Linked DNA regions of Zea mays: region 2 is linked to region 1. The links are chromatin contacts, called in public Hi-C maps. All regions are on one chromosome and are shown on one strand. The core of a region is the stretch at or near the end of the contact, and the rest is flanking DNA. Distances in the headings are between cores, read along the strand shown. Region 1 holds the start of LOC103636411 (ninja-family protein 6-like). Region 2 holds the start of LOC100501347 (binding).

What was found. Hi-C and Micro-C count contacts between places; a contact is called where the count stands out from the background.
Region 2: a Hi-C map of leaf shows a contact between it and region 1, with 5 times the contacts expected there. The contact joins the promoter of LOC100501347 here to the promoter of LOC103636411 in region 1. A contact is called at or near these places in 2 of 25 Hi-C or Micro-C datasets (ear and leaf).

What each region holds. Positions count from the first base shown.
Region 1 is chr1:74,155,393-74,158,550 of Zm-B73-REFERENCE-NAM-5.0, forward strand. LOC103636411 (ninja-family protein 6-like) reads left to right here and starts at 1,567. Exons shown (of 2, transcript XM_008658773.4): 1 at 1,567-2,492. The coding sequence starts at 2,054.
Region 2 is chr1:74,286,622-74,289,779 of Zm-B73-REFERENCE-NAM-5.0, forward strand. LOC100501347 (binding) reads right to left here and starts at 1,625. Exons shown (of 13, transcript NM_001196096.1): 1 at 1,299-1,625; 2 at 1,009-1,190; 3 at 519-715. The coding sequence starts at 1,477.

The sequences.
Region 1 (3,158 bases), core at 317-2,816:
ATTAACAATATATATGTGCATTATAATTATGTGTAGTAATTAATATTATCGAGGGCCTCCATTATAAGTCTGGTCCTGGGCCTCTAAAATATCAGGACCGGCACTAAATGTATAGTACCATGCGTTGTTTTATAGTTCCCACAAGACAACTAAATGCTAGATGCGTATAAGTGTATGAATTGTGGACCAATTAGATGGTTCAGATTTCAATAATGTCTGTAACCTCATGCATCAATGTACCTCTTTTGAGATGTCACTTTATTTTTATTTTCTCTGGTACTAACATGACATGTATTGAGCACGTATGACACTATACATACACCGGGAATAGCCTTACAGGGCGTTTAGATCCATTCATTTTAGAGGAATTGGAATTCACTCAATAAAGTAATTTATTTAGTTTGGAATTTTGACATTCCACCGCTTTCCAAAGTTCAGATATAAGCCTATCTCAAATTTATGGGGTGCAGGATGAGAAATGATTTTATGCATTAGTAGAATTTGTTTCTACTGTGTAACTTATATGACATTCTTCATCTCACTCTTTTATAGTAAAAATATAGCACATAAATATCTCCGACATCTTGTTAATAATAGTATATAAATATATTTTGCATAAAACTAAATTAGTTTAATTGATATATGTCAAAATTATTATTATTAAAATAGAATTCAATTCCAATGATAAAAACGTGACGTTATATAAATCTGTACAACCTCTCCACTCTCCTCCAATGCATAAATGCGAATGTGAGGGAGGTAGCAAGTAATCAGAATTGTTTGTTGAGATGATATTGTTTAGGTGAAAAATAATAATTGTATATGCGCACATACGCAATTCACGGTGCAAATAGCTAAATGGCTCGCAGATGCAGGTCACCTGGAGTGAACAGTGGTTGGGTTCGATCGGACAGGACAGGCCCTCGACGGCTGTTCGCCTGTCCCGCTGCCCGGCGACGTGACCGATCGGGGACGCTCAAAGGTTTGCTACCAGCACCAGCAGCATTAAAAACTACTAGTAGTAGTAGTATTTATTAAATGCACGTCCATGCTCTCTGGCCTCGGTTCTAGCTCTACTTCTATGCCCCCCACAGCCGCCACCGTGGACGCATGTCGCCGTCCGGTTCGCCCACGTCGCGCAGCAGCGTACAGCACGTACGTGGCAGATCCCAGAGTCGACACGATATACACAATTTTTTATTATTTCGTTTTCTTCCTCTGCGTGGGCCCCACCCTCACGCCTCCCCCCTGCCTAGTTGCCGCGCCACTTGTGCGTCGTGGGGGAGCACCGCGCCTGGTCCAGCACGTGCCACGTCCCCTCACGGCCGCACCTGTAGCTATAGCTTGGCCGAGCCCGAGCTGAGCGCCTGAGCCCGTGAGCCGTTCCGCTGGAGGGGAGAGGGAAGCTACCTGTTCTTGGCTCGGCTCATCGCCTCGCCTGACGAGAGTCGACGTGGCGGTGACCCACCCAACAGCAACACGTGCCGGCGCGGTCCGCCCCCCACTCCTCCAGTCCTCCTCGCCCACCCACCAAACACGCTGCCTGCCACTAATCGGCAATTACCGACGCCATAATAATAACCCTGAAGCAAAGCAATTGCCAATTGCATAGCACCACGCCACCACCCGACCCATCCAGGCACACCAAGAAACGCAGGCCTTCCCTTTTGCTACCTGCCCCCTCGGATCGAGCGGGGGCAATTCGGATTAGACGGCCACGTCCCCCGCCGAGCCTCACCAATCGCCCTCTGCAGGCAGGGAAGGACGGGGCGGGGCGGAGATCTGCTGATTGCTCTCTTTCTTATCTTCTCGCCTCCCCTCCCCTCCCGTTCTCCCAATTCCAACCTGCTGCTCGCGGTCGCGGTGGCCATTGCCTCGCTCGCGTCTCCTTGGCCGCGGGCGGATCCGGCCGCATCCTGCTGCTGTTCCCCATTCGTCGGTCGTTGCCAGTCCATGGATTCTTAACCAATTCTTCCCCAAGCTTCTTCCTTGCCTGGGAGCAGCTAGCTGCATCCTGTTAAATAATAGCTCTAGCGTGCGGGGGGAGGCCGCGATGGCGTCCAGGGACTTCCTGCGCGTCTTCGGGGCAGGGGCGGGCCACCAGGACGACGCCGCCGCCGCCGCCGGCCGGACAGACGACGTCGAGCTCAGCCTCGGTCTCTCCCTGGGCGGCCGCTTCGGCACCACCGACGCCAAGCGCCCGCGCCTGGCGCGCTCCTCCTCCATCGCCTCCGTCTGCTCCGTCTCCTCCCTCCACGCCGACGCCGACGCCGCGCCGCTGCCGCTGCTGCGCACCACCTCGCTGCCCACCGAGACCGAGGAGGAGCGCTGGCGCCGCCGCGAGACGCAGAGCCGCCGCCGCCTCGAGGCCCGGCAGAAGCGCGTCGAGCGCCGCAACTCCATGGCCTCCCTGGCGCCCGCCGTCGTCGGCGGGACCGGGAGGAGGTCCAACGCCTCGCAGGGGAGCAACTCTGCCAGCACCACGGAGCAAGGTATGCACCAACGGATCATATCATGTCCTTCTCCACACCTGCTTCTGTTTGCTCAAGCTCTATCATGCTCACAGCTACCATGGTTTTCTAGTCGCTGCTGCTGCTTGATGGGTCGGGTGCTTGTTTTCAAAACACTACGACATGCTATGCATTTGTCAGCAACTTAGTCTTAGGTTTATGAGCTGGAGAAAAGATCTAGACGTGTTTATGAGCACTCCTTTCGCAAGTCCAAGCATTGGAGAGGAGATCTAGACATGTTTATGAGCTGCTCTTGATCTCGTCTTAGGTTTACAAATATGGAAAGTAACTGCGTTCATATTGTGTTTTAAATAGCATGCATGTAGGTTTAATCTGAAATTGAGCCAGACCCATTTGGAGGAAAACTCCAAACATGATGCACCTGCTCTATTCAGCGTTCAGCACCCTCTCGGCAACTTTAGGGGTTGCTTGGTTTCAAAGGACTAATTTTAGTCCCTCTATTTTATTTCGGGGTGTTTGGTTCCTTTATGGTCTGTTTGAAACCATCCAGTTTTTAAGAAACTGATTTATGAAAACTGAGCTAGTTCCAAACATACCGGTTTATGCCTCAGTTTATAGAAATTGGATTCACAGTTTCTTAAAAACCAAAAACCTAGCCTCTCCTAGCTAAAAAATAAAAATTGGATT
Region 2 (3,158 bases), core at 375-2,874, 130 kb after region 1:
AGGTATGTGAGGGAATTAATTTTGATTAGAAAATGTAGAGATTATGGTAAATCAGTAGAACATTCCCAGACTAAAACTTCTGCAGTTTGTTAGATTGACCCAACCTTTGATAAAAATGGGCGAAATAGTTAATTTGGCTCAAAATCTTCTGTTTTATTCAGCCTATAGTATTTTATGTTTTTTTGTGAATGATTCTTATGTCAACATCGAGTTGTCGAGCCTTCAGTTTGGGGTACATACAAACCACTTTCTATATCTTACTTGAGGTTGAATATGCCTAATATACTTACATATTTACTACCAAACATAGAAAATCCATTACAATCATGCTTCATGACAATAGTATGATCAGATATATACATCCTTACTCTAAAGAAAGGAACCAAGAAACTGGTATACTTATTCTACCAACACACCCTGAGCCCTAAAATGAACTAGAGTAAGTGAGCAACTAGAAAAGAGATTTCAAAAATGAATTTTGACTGATGCATATTTATAAAAAGGAACAGAAGTAATACCAGCACATTTGAGTGTAGTTGTCCCTTTGGAACTTCAGTTTGGGATTGAATATTTTTCACTTTATTATCATCTCCCTTTTTGTTTTTAGATTTTCCCTTTGATTCATCTTTTTTAGTATTTGTCTTGGCATTTGCACCATTCTCTTGAGCTTTAGTCTTAACACTGCCGGAATTGTCTTCAGACCTTGCTTTCTTAGCTGCATGTCATGACATACATGTTACAAAATTATGTGACTATTACACCATAAACAGAACAAAATTGAAAAAACACACCGTCATTATTCTTCAATAATCGGACGCCAATGTGTAAAAATGTCATTTGCAAGTGATAACATGTTTTATTAACTGCAAGTGCATTACAATTTACAGGACATTCCAGTTTTGCACAGGTTAAAAAGTCGTTACAATAATCACGTTACTAGAAACTCGGACTTGATAGTTATGATTAGCCACTGGCATTGTGTATCTACTGGAACCACGAACGGTTTACCTCTATTGTAGACGAGCTCCCCTTGCAGCGTCTTGGTGGGGAGTGCGTCGACGGGGTCGACCTCCAAATAATCATCATCCTCGCGGGGTCTCCCCGACGATTCTGTGGCCTTCCGCTTCTGGCGCTCTTCGTAGAGGCGCTCGACCTCGCCCTCGTCGCGCCCGGCAACCCTCCCGACATACCTTCACGAACCAAATGGAAATTCTACGCTCAATCAACAGCAATGCAACAACAAGGGAGGGAAGTGAGGAATTGGGAGGCGCAGCGTCCCGGAGCCCAGCGACACCAACCTGTCGATGGACTTCTTGTCGAAGTGGCGGAAGGGTGTAACGTTACTGCTGTCGGTGGCATAGAACTCGATGTCTTCCTCGCTGACATCCACCTCATCGTCGTGTATTTCCGGCGGCAGCTCCGGTGGGAGAATGACCTTGTTCTTGTCCTTCCTACTGCTGCCGCTCCTCTTCCCCATCGAGACTGGCGGCGGCTAGTCCCGAATTGCAGTACGAGAAAGGAGGAGGCGCGGCGGGTTTGGGGTTCAGGTCAGGGTAGGGTTTTGCCGTTTTGGCGCAGCGTTGAGACTTGAGACGCGGCGGCGCGAGTAGAGGAAGAAGAAAGCGTGCTTGGTCTGGTGGGCCGCTGGTTTGGTCCTGAACCGGGCCTGCTGAATACTATAACCGGGCCGGAAAGGCCTTATTTTTTTCTTCTTCTTTGGATTCGATTGGATTATAATCACAGCATTCGATTCTTCTCTACTTGCCCTTGGGAATTTTGAAACGGCGGTTGAAAGAATCAGAAATAATGGTTCTTTTTTTCTTTTCTGAATAGGCGGTTATATAAAAAACGAAAATATATAGGGCTAAAATTGATCATGTGCCAACAAATATCAAAACCAAAGTTTGACATATCATATTTGGTTGTAGGCCAAGATTTGGAGTAAAAAAATGACCTGATTTGAGAATGGCCAAATTCTGGCATGACCAACTAGGGCATGCATCCAATTCATAAAATGTATCCCCTCCCTACATCATCATCAACATCAACATAGCCTTTTAGTCTCAAGCAAGTTGGGGTAGGCTACTGTCGGCGTTTCAAGACCGGGGGGTCCCTGGACCGACGAGTAAACTGTCGCCGCGTGCCCCAGCCCAGATGGGTCGGCGCGAGACGGAGCGCGAAGGGGGGAAAGGCAGCCGGAGGGAGACGGGCGTAAGAGGTGGAAATCTCGCGGCCTTCGTGTTTATCCCGCGCCCAGGTCGGGTGCACTTGCAGTAGGGGGTTACAAGCGTCCACGCGGGAGGGAGCGAGCGGCCTCACGTGAGCGTCTGTCCCGTCCTTTCCCCCACGCGGCCAACCCTCTGTAAGAGGGCCCTGGTCCTTCCTCTTATAAGTGCAAAGAGAGGATCCAGGTGTACAATGGGGGTGTAGCAGTGTGCTAACGTGTCTAGCGGAGGAGAGCTAGCGCCCTAAGTACATGCCATTGTGGCAGCCGGAGAGGTCTTGGCACCCGGTTCGTGTGGTGTCGTGGCCGTCGGAGGAGCGCTGGAGCCTGGCGGAAGGACAGCTGTCGGGGTTGTCGAGTCCTTGCTGACGTCCTCTTGCTTCCGTAAGGGGGCTGAGAGCCGCCGTCGTCATAGAGCGTGTGGGGCACCATCATTACTTGTCTGGTGGAGCGAGCCAGATGGGACGTCGGTCTTGTTCCCCGTAGCCTGAGTCAGCTTGGGGTAGGATAATGATGGCGCCTCCTGTTGACGTGGTCGGTCCGTGCCCTGGGTTGGGCGATGTGGAGGCTCCTCCGAGGTCGAGGTCGAGTCTGTCTTCTGAGGCTGAGGTCGAGTTCGAGCCCCTGGGTCGGGCGAGGCGGAGACCGTCGGCTGAGGCTAGGGCTGAGTCCGAGCCCTGGGGTCAGGCGAAGCGGAGTTCGTCGTCTTCCGGGGCTGAGCCCGAGTCCGAGCCCTGGGGTCGGGCGAAGCGGAGTTCGTCGTCTTCCGGGGCTGAGCCCGAGTCCGAGCCCTGGGGTCAGGCGAAGCGGAGTTCGTCGTCTTCCGGGGCTGAGCCCGAGTCCGAGCCCTGGGGTCGGGCGAAGCGGAGTTCGTCGTCTTCCGGGGCTGAGCCCGAGTCCGAGCCCTGGGGTCGGGCGAAGCGGAGTTCGTCGT